Linked DNA regions of Ovis aries: region 2 is linked to region 1. Evidence: chromatin contacts called from public Hi-C data. All regions are on one chromosome and are shown on one strand. Each heading gives the region's core, a stretch centred on a gene start, on an enhancer-like site or on the middle of the called end of the contact. The rest is flanking DNA. Distances are from core to core; before and after follow the strand shown.

Region 1 (4,811 bases), core at 1,058-3,557:
CAGTGATAGGAGTGCCTCTTAACTGTAAAGTTCACTTTTACCCTTGTTTCCAACACTAGTCATGTAAATTCCTTGAAGATTAGCACTTTTTCCCAATTCTGTAGTGGGTCGTGCTGACTTTAAGCCCACTTTGCACACGTTTACCTGGACTACATAACCTTGGTGAACTTTATGTAAAACATTAGTATGTCATTTTGATGTATTTACTGTCCTTTGTCTTAAGAATGACTTCTGGGTGGGATGATTTGGGAGAATGGCATTGTAACAGGTATACTATCATGTAAGAATCGAATCGCCAGTCTACGTCCGACGCAGGATACAGCATGCTTGGGGCTGGTGCACGGTGATGACCCAGGGAGATGTTATGGGGAGGGAGGTGGGAGGGGGGTTCAAGTTTGGGATTAAACTTCTTGAAAATAAAACAAATAAAAATAAAAAAAAAAGAATGACTTCTAACAGAATAGCTCTCAGAGCTTTCTGAGAATGTTTCCTGGGTTATAATCTTCAGTTTGGTTCAAATAAAATTCCCTTTTTTTCTTCTTAGGTTGATAGTTAACTAAATTTTCATACACAAGAGGTACTTTGTGACCCTGTGAATATCTTCTCATGAATTCTTAGCAATTATTGAGGTCCTTACCTGTCAAATATTATTATGATGGATCACTTTGTTTTAACCCCCCAAAAATGCTCATTATGAAAAAGGTATAAAATACTGAAAAGTATAATGAAAATATAATTTCTACATCCACACAGAGAGCAAAATGAAAATACATGCACAATACATGGTTACTTATAAGCTTCCCCTCTTCTAATGTTTACATGAATGTTATTTGGGGGAGCATATAGGTATTCATAACTTTCTTCAGTAATTCAGATCTGTTCCTCTGTGGTCTTCTAGGTCTAATACCCAAATAGCATTTGTTCATGAAAGTATAATGTTTAATCTTTCCAAACAAGTGGGGTTTTGAGGCTTTATCACTTTTGCACCTGTTCTAAATACATTTATGAAAACATCTCACACAAATAGAAAGGCTTTAAAAGTAATTTCCTTAGGGCAACGTTCTCAAAGGATCACTTGAGGAGCTTGTTAAAGATTCCCAGACCCTGGGACTTCCCTGGTGGTCCAGTGGTTAAGACTCTGTACCTCCATGCAGGGGCTCCATGTCTGGTAGAACTAAGATCCTGCATACCTCAGTGCTGCAAACAAGCAAACAAAAACAAATGAACAAAAAACAAGCCCCCAAAGATTCCCAGGCCCTGTCCAGACCTAGGACATCAGTAGGGTGGAGCCTAAGAGCCTATTATTTGAACAGATACCACACACACCAGAGCTTTAGGACATACATATTCCATAGTGCACTTGCTGGTCAGAAGGAAAGGCCTATGGTACAGCTCTTCTCACACATGGTCAGGCTGTCCTTGGGTAAGACAGTGGCAGCTGCAGTGTAGGAGAGCCCTTTTTCCGGTTGTGGGTTTAGAAAATCTCTGAGACTTGCACTGGTGATGCTCCAAGTACTAGGACACCTGCAGCAGAGATAAAAGGATGGTCAAGGTCAAGTCCAGAGCAGAGACAGGCCTAGCTAGGCTGCTCTGAGAGCAGATGCGACCTGTTGTGGGCAGGACTTAGAAGCTGGAAGCTAGATCAGGAAAAACAGCAAGAGGAAAGGGCCCTGGCACGAAGGATTCCACAGCAACATGCAGGATGTAAAGACAGTTTTGACAAACAGTTCTCAACACACCGTGGTGTCTCATTAGCTTGTACTTACTGGAAGTTGGAGAGAATCTAGCCAAGAAAAACAAAACAAAAACAGTATAATCTTGGAAACTTACGGCTGGAAAGCACGTTTGAAATCAAACCTAAAGGAGAAAACTGCTAGAACAAACAAAGCAGTCTTAAAAAAAAAAAAAAAAAAGAGTGGGTCGGCGGACCACTGCGGGCAGAGGGGAGGAGGAGGGCACTGATGTTTTCCTTTACAAGCTTTTTGTTACAATCTGATTCTCTTTTTTAAAACCGTGTACCTGCTCTATTAAAAAAAAAAAAACCTAAAACGTATTTTAAATATATTTAAAAACAGAGTCTGCTCTGCAGTACACCCTAAAGGATGCTGAACGATCTCAAATACTTTGAGAAGGGTGATCTAGTGATTACCCCGTTACAAAACAAGCAGTGTGAAATGCATCCCAGGAGCCGTCCTCTGCAGTTCCCCCGAGGCCCGGGCGCGGGGGCGGTGAGGTAGGGAAGCGCACGCAGCGGGGACTGAGGGGCCGGCACGTGCAGGATTCGCGACTCGCGTGAGGCGGTGGCTGCACAGTGCGCACGCGCCGAACCGCACAGGCCCCTCTCTTCCCGGAAGTCGGCGGGCGGTGGTTTGAATGGATCGCAGGCTGCCGCCGTTTGGCAGAATCCCAGAGGGAAAGGTGGCAAGTAGCAGCTGGGATTCTCTTCTCATGGTGCCCCTAGGGGCCTCCCTCTCCGTCACAACTTGTAGAGGCCACTTGCTGCCCCACTAAGGCAGTGTGGAGGGTGAGAATGGGGCGAGCGCCCCTGACCCAGGATAGGGACTTAGCCCTGCTGCAATCACATAAGAAAAGCTTTTCTTTTTCTTAATGATTGATACAGAGTTGTTTTTCTGTCACTGTGGAAAATATTATTCATATCTCATACTTAAGACTTTTCAGTATTGGAAGGAAACTGCAGACATTTTTAATGTCATATGCTGTGATCTCTTATTACAGCAAAACTTGGGACTCCTCATAAGGGGGATTTTATCGTAAACGGATAGTAAAATCCAAACAGAGAGAAGTGCACATTATATAATGAAACCTATTCTTAAAGTGCATCTAAAATTTCTCTTGATAGTGCCTCTTTCTTGAGAGTTTACGAGCATGTTAGTCTTCTGTAGGAAAGAATCACTGGCATGTTCATAAAAGGGAAAAAGGCACAGAGATTCGCCCTTTCATTTTACAGACGAGGAGACTGTAACCAGAAAGGGAAATGACTTGACAAGGATCTCACTGAAGCAGACCTAAGAACTGGAGCCCAGCCATGCTTCTTGCCTCTCCTGGCTCTGGGGGAGCTCATACCCCATTGTAACAATAACATGTGATACATCTCTTCATCATACTGAAGTACTGGGGGAGATAAGGGGATTGGTTCTTCAGGGTCTAGACAGATTTTAAGAAAATTTTACTGATACAGTTCTCCCTAAATCACAGATTTCTTTCTTGGGAGGTTAAAATGGGTGAATTTTTTTTTTTTTTTTTTTTTTTAGTAGCTTAAGCAGGGGTCGGATAACCACCACTTAATCACTTATTGGAGTTGTTGTCAGGCTCTTCACGCCTCTGAAGTTTCTTCCATCTGACGGTGTGATTCTTTGGTTACCAGCTGGCTTTCCGGACATATGTGGCCAGGAATTATAGGGAGGAAGGAAACTAATCCTTCTTCAATGTCTACTTTGAGTCACCTAGTGTTAGTAGTGTTATGCATTCCATATATATTACTTACTCTTCACAACATGCTTTCTAGATAGCTGTTATTCTCAGTCTACCCCAAGAGTTCACCAAGTTTAAGTAACAGGCTCCAAGCCATGCAGATAATAGGCAGCACAACTACTATTACACCATCTCTTATGCTCAGATGAATGGGCAGGAGAGGAGGATTACACAATTGGCTCCCAGCTTCTCCCTAGTGTAGGTAACCTCGTTGCACTGCTATGTGTAACTCTTCAGGGCAATTAACTCCCATTATCATCCTGGTCTGACTGACAGTTAGGGATGGCGTTGCAACAGAGGCCCAGGGCAAGAATCCTCTTACTAGGAGGAAGGCATTTTGTCTGGCACTTCTTCACAAAGGCTCCAGAGTTACAGAGCTTCGAATAACAGGCAGGTTCTCATTAAACAATGAGGCCAAGCTTTGCTTCCAAAATTCTCAGTTTAAAGGTTCATTCTGGATGAAGAGACTTGAGAGTCTGTTTTGAGACAAGCTCGGACAATGATAATAAGAAATGGTTTGTGAAGAAAGAGGCTGGGACAATGGGATCTAAAGAGATGGTCAACATCTACAGCTGAAGCAATTTGTGCTGGTCAAAGCCAGCAAGATCACTTGATGTTCTTGAATGAATGGACATTCCAATCAGGATCCAACCAATTTCTGGGTCCAAGCCAGTCTCCCCTTGGAGGGAGGGCAAACTCCAAGGATGTCATCCTAATCCCATGCCTTTTACCTTTCCAAAGATAAACGCTTTTTCTTCCCTGCTGTCACCAATCAGATTAAACACACTCCCCAAGTTGGTACTCTATCCATGACTGTACATTTCTGCTTCCTGAAAAGTTGTGGCTGTAGGGATGTAAAACTGACCAATCAGCTGTGATTGATCTGAGGCATGCCAGTCAGCTTCCTATTCTACCTTCCAGTAGCTACCAGTCAGCTATAGAATTAAGTACCAACTCCCAGTTCCTCTCTAGCCTCTTCACCCTCTCTCTACTTCCATTCTGGCTACATCAGAGTCTTCTTTCCTTGGCTACATTCTCCCCTTCTCTGTTTCCAATTTTCTGTGTGGTTTCATCTTCTGGAATGTTCTCCTAAGCCCCCACCTCTGCCCCCAACTCAAAGTTTCATCTTCCATCAACGTACAGCTTCAGTGATTAAGATCACAAAGTAAAACCAACTTTAGCAAACTCCGTTATAAGACAACCAGGGTGCAAAGCAACTGGATAAATAGGGTGGCTTTAGGTTCACTTCTAGTTCACAGGTCACATAGGGAATTGATTAGAATCTCTGCAGAGACCTGTGGAACCGAACTGTTTCCCAG
Region 2 (4,811 bases), core at 868-3,367, 89 kb before region 1:
AATGGGATGCTCACAAACTTTTACTTTGGCAACTATAGCCTATTCTGCAAAGCAACAAACCTAAGAATACCACATATATTCCAGTGAAACAAAATTAATAAACGAGTGCTGAATTCTAAGCAAAGGCAGCATTTTTAACTAGGTAATCACCCTTCAAAAGACAATCAAATCAGATTAGCAGCAGTCTTCAGAAAACTGTTCATTTTGCAATAATCTTAAACATCCCTGCATTTCTCAAAGATTTAAAAAAATTCTAACTTCCTGACTCAGAGATCCAAAATAGCCATTACATACACAAATGTTCTACTCATTTAGTTTGGAATCATGTGCAGGAAACCTAGGTTTCTGTTTCTAGGTTTACAACTCCATGCCCATTCGTTTTCCACTAATATAACCACTAAGTATAGCTCTAAAACACTGATGATTAAAAGTAGTTAATTATGTGAGTGATTCATACCTCCTATGTCCAGACACCAAGATCCAAGGATGTTTCTGTCAGATCTATGGGAAAAGGAATAATAAACACCTGTTACAAAAGCTTTCCAAATTCGGAAGCTCCGAATTTTTGTCAGTCCCCAATCACTGGTGGTGCTGGAGAAGACTCTTGAAAATCCCTTGGACAACAAGGAGATCAAACCAGTCAATCATAAAAGAAATCAACCCTGAATACTCATTGGCAAGGGCCGATGCCGAAAAAGCTCCAATAGTTTGATCACCTGACGCGAAGAGCCGACTCACTGGGAAAGATCCTGACGCTGGGATAGAAGGCAGAAGAAGAGGGCGACAGAGGATGAGATGGTTGGAAGGCATCACCCATTCAATGGACATGAATTTGGGCAAACTCCGAGATAGTGAGGGACACGCAGGCCTGGAGTGCCGCAGTCCAGGGGGTCGCAAAGAGTCGGACACGACTAGGTGACTAAACAACAAAATCAGATTCCCTCGGCTCCCCACGGCCGCAAAAGAAAAAGAAAAAACCCAGGTCACACATCCACCAAAACCTAACTTTTCCGAAGACGTGGGGAGAAGGAGAAGCTATAGAGAGAGCGGTCACGGAAGTACTGGAGGAAAGGGCCCTAGGTGTTTCCAGAGCCGAAGTGAGAGGCCTTTGGCAAGTTGTTAAGTCACTTTTCCTCTCTGGGCCTCACTCGGCTTAATGCGGTGACTGGCAAAGCTACTACTCCGTGATTCCTCAGTAAGCACCCAAGCAAACCCATCAAGCTCCCTGCCAATACCGCTACCTTCGATCTCACCATCTCCAGGACTTTCTAAAAACGCTGGACCACCTCACCATCTCACTCCCAAACCCCAACGCACTTGCCTCCCCAACTAGCGGCGTGTCCATCCAGGCCTTCACACCCACAACGTGGAGCCCTTCTTCTCGCCGCACCTGTCCCAGACAATCAGCAGTCTTAGCGCTCCCCTCCTCACCCCACACACACCTTCCCCGAAAAATGATGCCCAATTTCGGCCCGAGGAGGCCGACCCCGAGCTCACCTGGTGCCCGCCACCCCCAACAATACCACTCACCTCTTCCAACCTCCCACATCACCACCACCACCCGCTCCACGCTCCGTTCACCCTGCCCTCCGCCGTCACGGGGAAGCTGGAGCCACTCACCTGGCGCCCCCGCGCCGTCTCCCGGGCGGCCTCCCGTCCGGAGCTGCCAAAGGGCCGTGTGGGGCCGGGGCCGGGCTCGCCGCTGTAGCCGCCGCCGCCGCTTCACCTCAGCCCAGCCCCATCGCCCTCAGCCGGCGCCGGCGGCCGCGGGTCGCTCGAGCTCGAGGAGCCGCCGCCGCCGCGCGCTGCGGCTCCGGGTGAGGGGAGTGAGGCGCCGCGGCGGGGCCCGGGCCGAGCCGGGCGCTGGGGCGTCCGCGCTCTCCTCCTCTGCGCCCGCGGCGGCTGCGTGCAGCCGGAGCAGGGCGAGAACAAGGGCGGGCGACAGAGGGAGGTAGGCAGGGGAGGGGGGCGTTCTGCACTCCGAAACTGCCTCTCGCCGCCAGCGACGAAGCGAACCCCCCTCCCCTCAGCGGTGGCGCCTGGATCACGCTGCGGGGAGAGCCAGCGGGCGGACAGGAGAGCGCGCGCGCTGCTAGCTCGGGACTCCCGCGCCGGATGTGAGGTCACGTGCTTGCCTCATCCAGCGCGGAGGGCGGAGGGGCGCAGAGGGTACGCCGGGAGGGGCGGGCCCGGAGTGGGCGGGGGCGATGACCAGGCCCCGCCCACATCTTCCCCTTTAGCCCCCCTTCCCGAGGCTGGAGCAGAAAAGAAAGAGGGAGGAAGAGCGCTGCAGAGGAGCTGTCTGTTGGGTAGGTGTTTCTAACGCAGGACAGCATTTTTTTTTGGCGGGAGGAGGTGATATTTGCCATCTTGGCCGCCGTGCAAACACCAGATTACAGTCCAAATCCTCATTTTATGAACAGGGAAACCGAGTTGTATTGAGGGGCCTAGCCTGACTTGCCCAGAGTCAAGGTCACAGAGGTAGCTTGTACAAGAATGATGGAGAGAAGGTCAGATCCTGGCTCGGCTCGCAGTTCCTTAACATTACACTCCCCCTTGCAGAAACCAAAAACTATAGATCGCATTTAACAACCGACTCAGCGGTGCCCAGCCTTGGGAGGAGGATTGGAAGGCGTTCCCAAGAGAAAGCTCCCACGCTCCCACTACATCTCCAGCGGTAGGGATTTTCTTCCGACAGCGCTGGATGCAAGTTAAATACTTCCCCTAGCAAAAGATTTATCTCGGGGCACAGAGATGAACAAATCTTCCGGCCGGGTGAACAAATAGCGAGTTCGGTTTTCGCGGTGTCCCTTGGGCGACTCGCACAAGGAGCGCACTCAGCCACCTGCTGCCTCGGGCTCCGGCCATCTTTTCGCCCTGAGACTCCCGCCCGCGCCCTTTAGGCCCCGCCATCACTGTTAGTGTCATTCACCTCGCGGCCAACAGAACTCCCATCTGAAGGGGCGGGAGTAAGGAAGAGACTCCCGACCTCTGGTGTACCGGCCTTGGGAGCTTTCAGGCTCTGGTTCCTGGCACATGATACTACAAGTCAGAGGTTGCTACCCTTGATCCACAACACGCGGTGACACCTCATCTGACACAGCACATACCCGTAGCATCGATGTCGCCTAACCGGGAGCCAAGAACACACTGCTCCTGGGCACCTACGTCACATGGAGCGGGACAGTTTACGCGTACTTTCTCGTACCGCGTGGTGTGGGCGGACATTGTACCCAGATGGATCTATAGCCCTGTCTCCAGCCCATGGGGTCAGTCTCACCGTCTGTTTCCTCCCTCAAATGAGTAAATGAGAGAAGGAGTGTGGTATTTGTTGGGCAAAGTATAAGAAGCTGTCTTGGTGGGGTTGAGCCCATAAAGCTTCCTTCCTCACCTCTCATTGCTTCTTGGATCCTTGCTGTTTTCTCTTGGTCTTTAAACAAACTTAGCTCCTAAAAACAAAACTATGGTGCCCAACCTTCACTCCAAGTGCCCTCTCCAGTTAGCTTCCAAGGGCTCCTCTCCCTCTCATGACCTCTTAAAACAGTGGTCTCTCTGCTGTCTCCACTTCCTTATTTCTTGACACTGGGCATTCCAGCTTCCCCTCTTCTCCCCAACACACACCCTTCCTCACCCTCCTTGGGTAAGAGAACCCCTGACTCTCCCAAATCTTAGTGGCATTCTGCAGGCATTCTCTTTCTGGGTCTCTCTGCTACATTTGACAATTCAGATGACTCCCACCTTCTGGAATCTCAACATTCTCTTGGTTTGCAGAAGAGTATATTCTTCCAGTTCTAACATCTCAGTAAATAAGGCCTCTGCCTCCTTGGGTGGCATACTTAAGTGCCACTAATTCTGAGTCTCCACCTTATATGCAAGACTCCGAACCCACAGTTCTTCTCATTCCACTCTTAGGAGATCACCTCTAACCTCAAGGTTGCAATTACCCAATCAGCCATTGCAGCCCAGACCTCTTCCACAAGAGTTAGACCCAAATATCCAACTGCCTGCCAGGAAGCTCTATCTAGATATCATAGGGGCACCTCAAACTCAGCTTGTCCAAAACTATACTTGTCCTCTGCCTTCAAAGCAGCCCTTCCCTCAGCTGTTGGCACCAGCATCCACAGCCATCAGAACTGGAAAGTTGAGAATGAATGTGAGTGTTTTTATTTTATTTTGGCCTTGCAGCAGGGCATGTGGGATCTTAGTTCCCTGACCAGGGATGGAACCTGCCCACCCATCCCGCTTCTTCCCCCTGCAGTGGAAAGCAAAGTCTTACCCACTGAACCATTAGAAAAGTCCAAGTGTGAGTCATTATTGATTCAGCTCCTTGTCTTATCCAATCATCTAGTCATTTCTATTTCACCTCCTTAATAAGCCTCAAATCTCTACCTCCATTTCCCCTGGCAAACATTCCAGTCATCCTTTCCAACCTGAACTATTACAGTAGCCTCCTAACAATCTCTTCTGACAAATTCATCCTCCACTCAGCCTCCAGAGTGAACTATCTAAAACACAAACGTATCTAAAATCCTGCAGGAGTTTCCCCTGGTGTCTTGCTGTTACATGTATCTCCAAGGAACCCAACAGGAGCTTGTCGATGCACTCATGCCTTTAAAAGACCACAGAGAGGTCCAGACTTCAAGAAACAGCCAACATCCCCAAAGTAAGGCAACACACAACCAAACAAGAAAAAGCTATAGGAAGGAAAAGGGCAATTGAATATTTCAAACAGTTTTCTGTTACAGATGTTCTGGGTATGGAAAAAAGAGAAATTGGACACTGATGGGAGGAGCTCCTGAGTCACTGGGAAA

What was found. Hi-C and Micro-C count contacts between places; a contact is called where the count stands out from the background.
Region 2: a Hi-C map of liver shows a contact between it and region 1, with 2.2 times the contacts expected there. The contact joins the promoter of ATP13A3 here to the enhancer-like site in region 1. A contact is called at or near these places in 11 of 16 Hi-C or Micro-C datasets (blood, hypothalamus, liver and 6 more).

Annotation. Positions count from the first base shown.
Region 1 is chr1:193,781,372-193,786,182 of ARS-UI_Ramb_v3.0, reverse strand. TMEM44 (transmembrane protein 44) reads right to left here. Exons shown (of 11, transcript XR_009597977.1): 10 at 1,345-1,524; 11 at 1-1,197. Among named protein-coding and RNA genes, the nearest start is that of TMEM44, 46 kb to the right of the region's middle. Within about 2 kb of position 2,307, at least 7 of the 54 cell types and tissues checked have an H3K27ac peak or open chromatin away from gene starts, as enhancers often do. A contact at or near this core is called in liver, where this site is marked.
Region 2 is chr1:193,870,443-193,875,253 of ARS-UI_Ramb_v3.0, reverse strand. ATP13A3 (ATPase 13A3) reads right to left here and starts at 2,117. Exons shown (of 31, transcript XM_060404475.1): 1 at 1,621-2,117; 2 at 458-501. It overlaps LOC106990874 (a long non-coding RNA gene), which reads left to right and starts at 2,239. Exons shown (of 7, transcript XR_009597985.1): 1 at 2,239-2,309.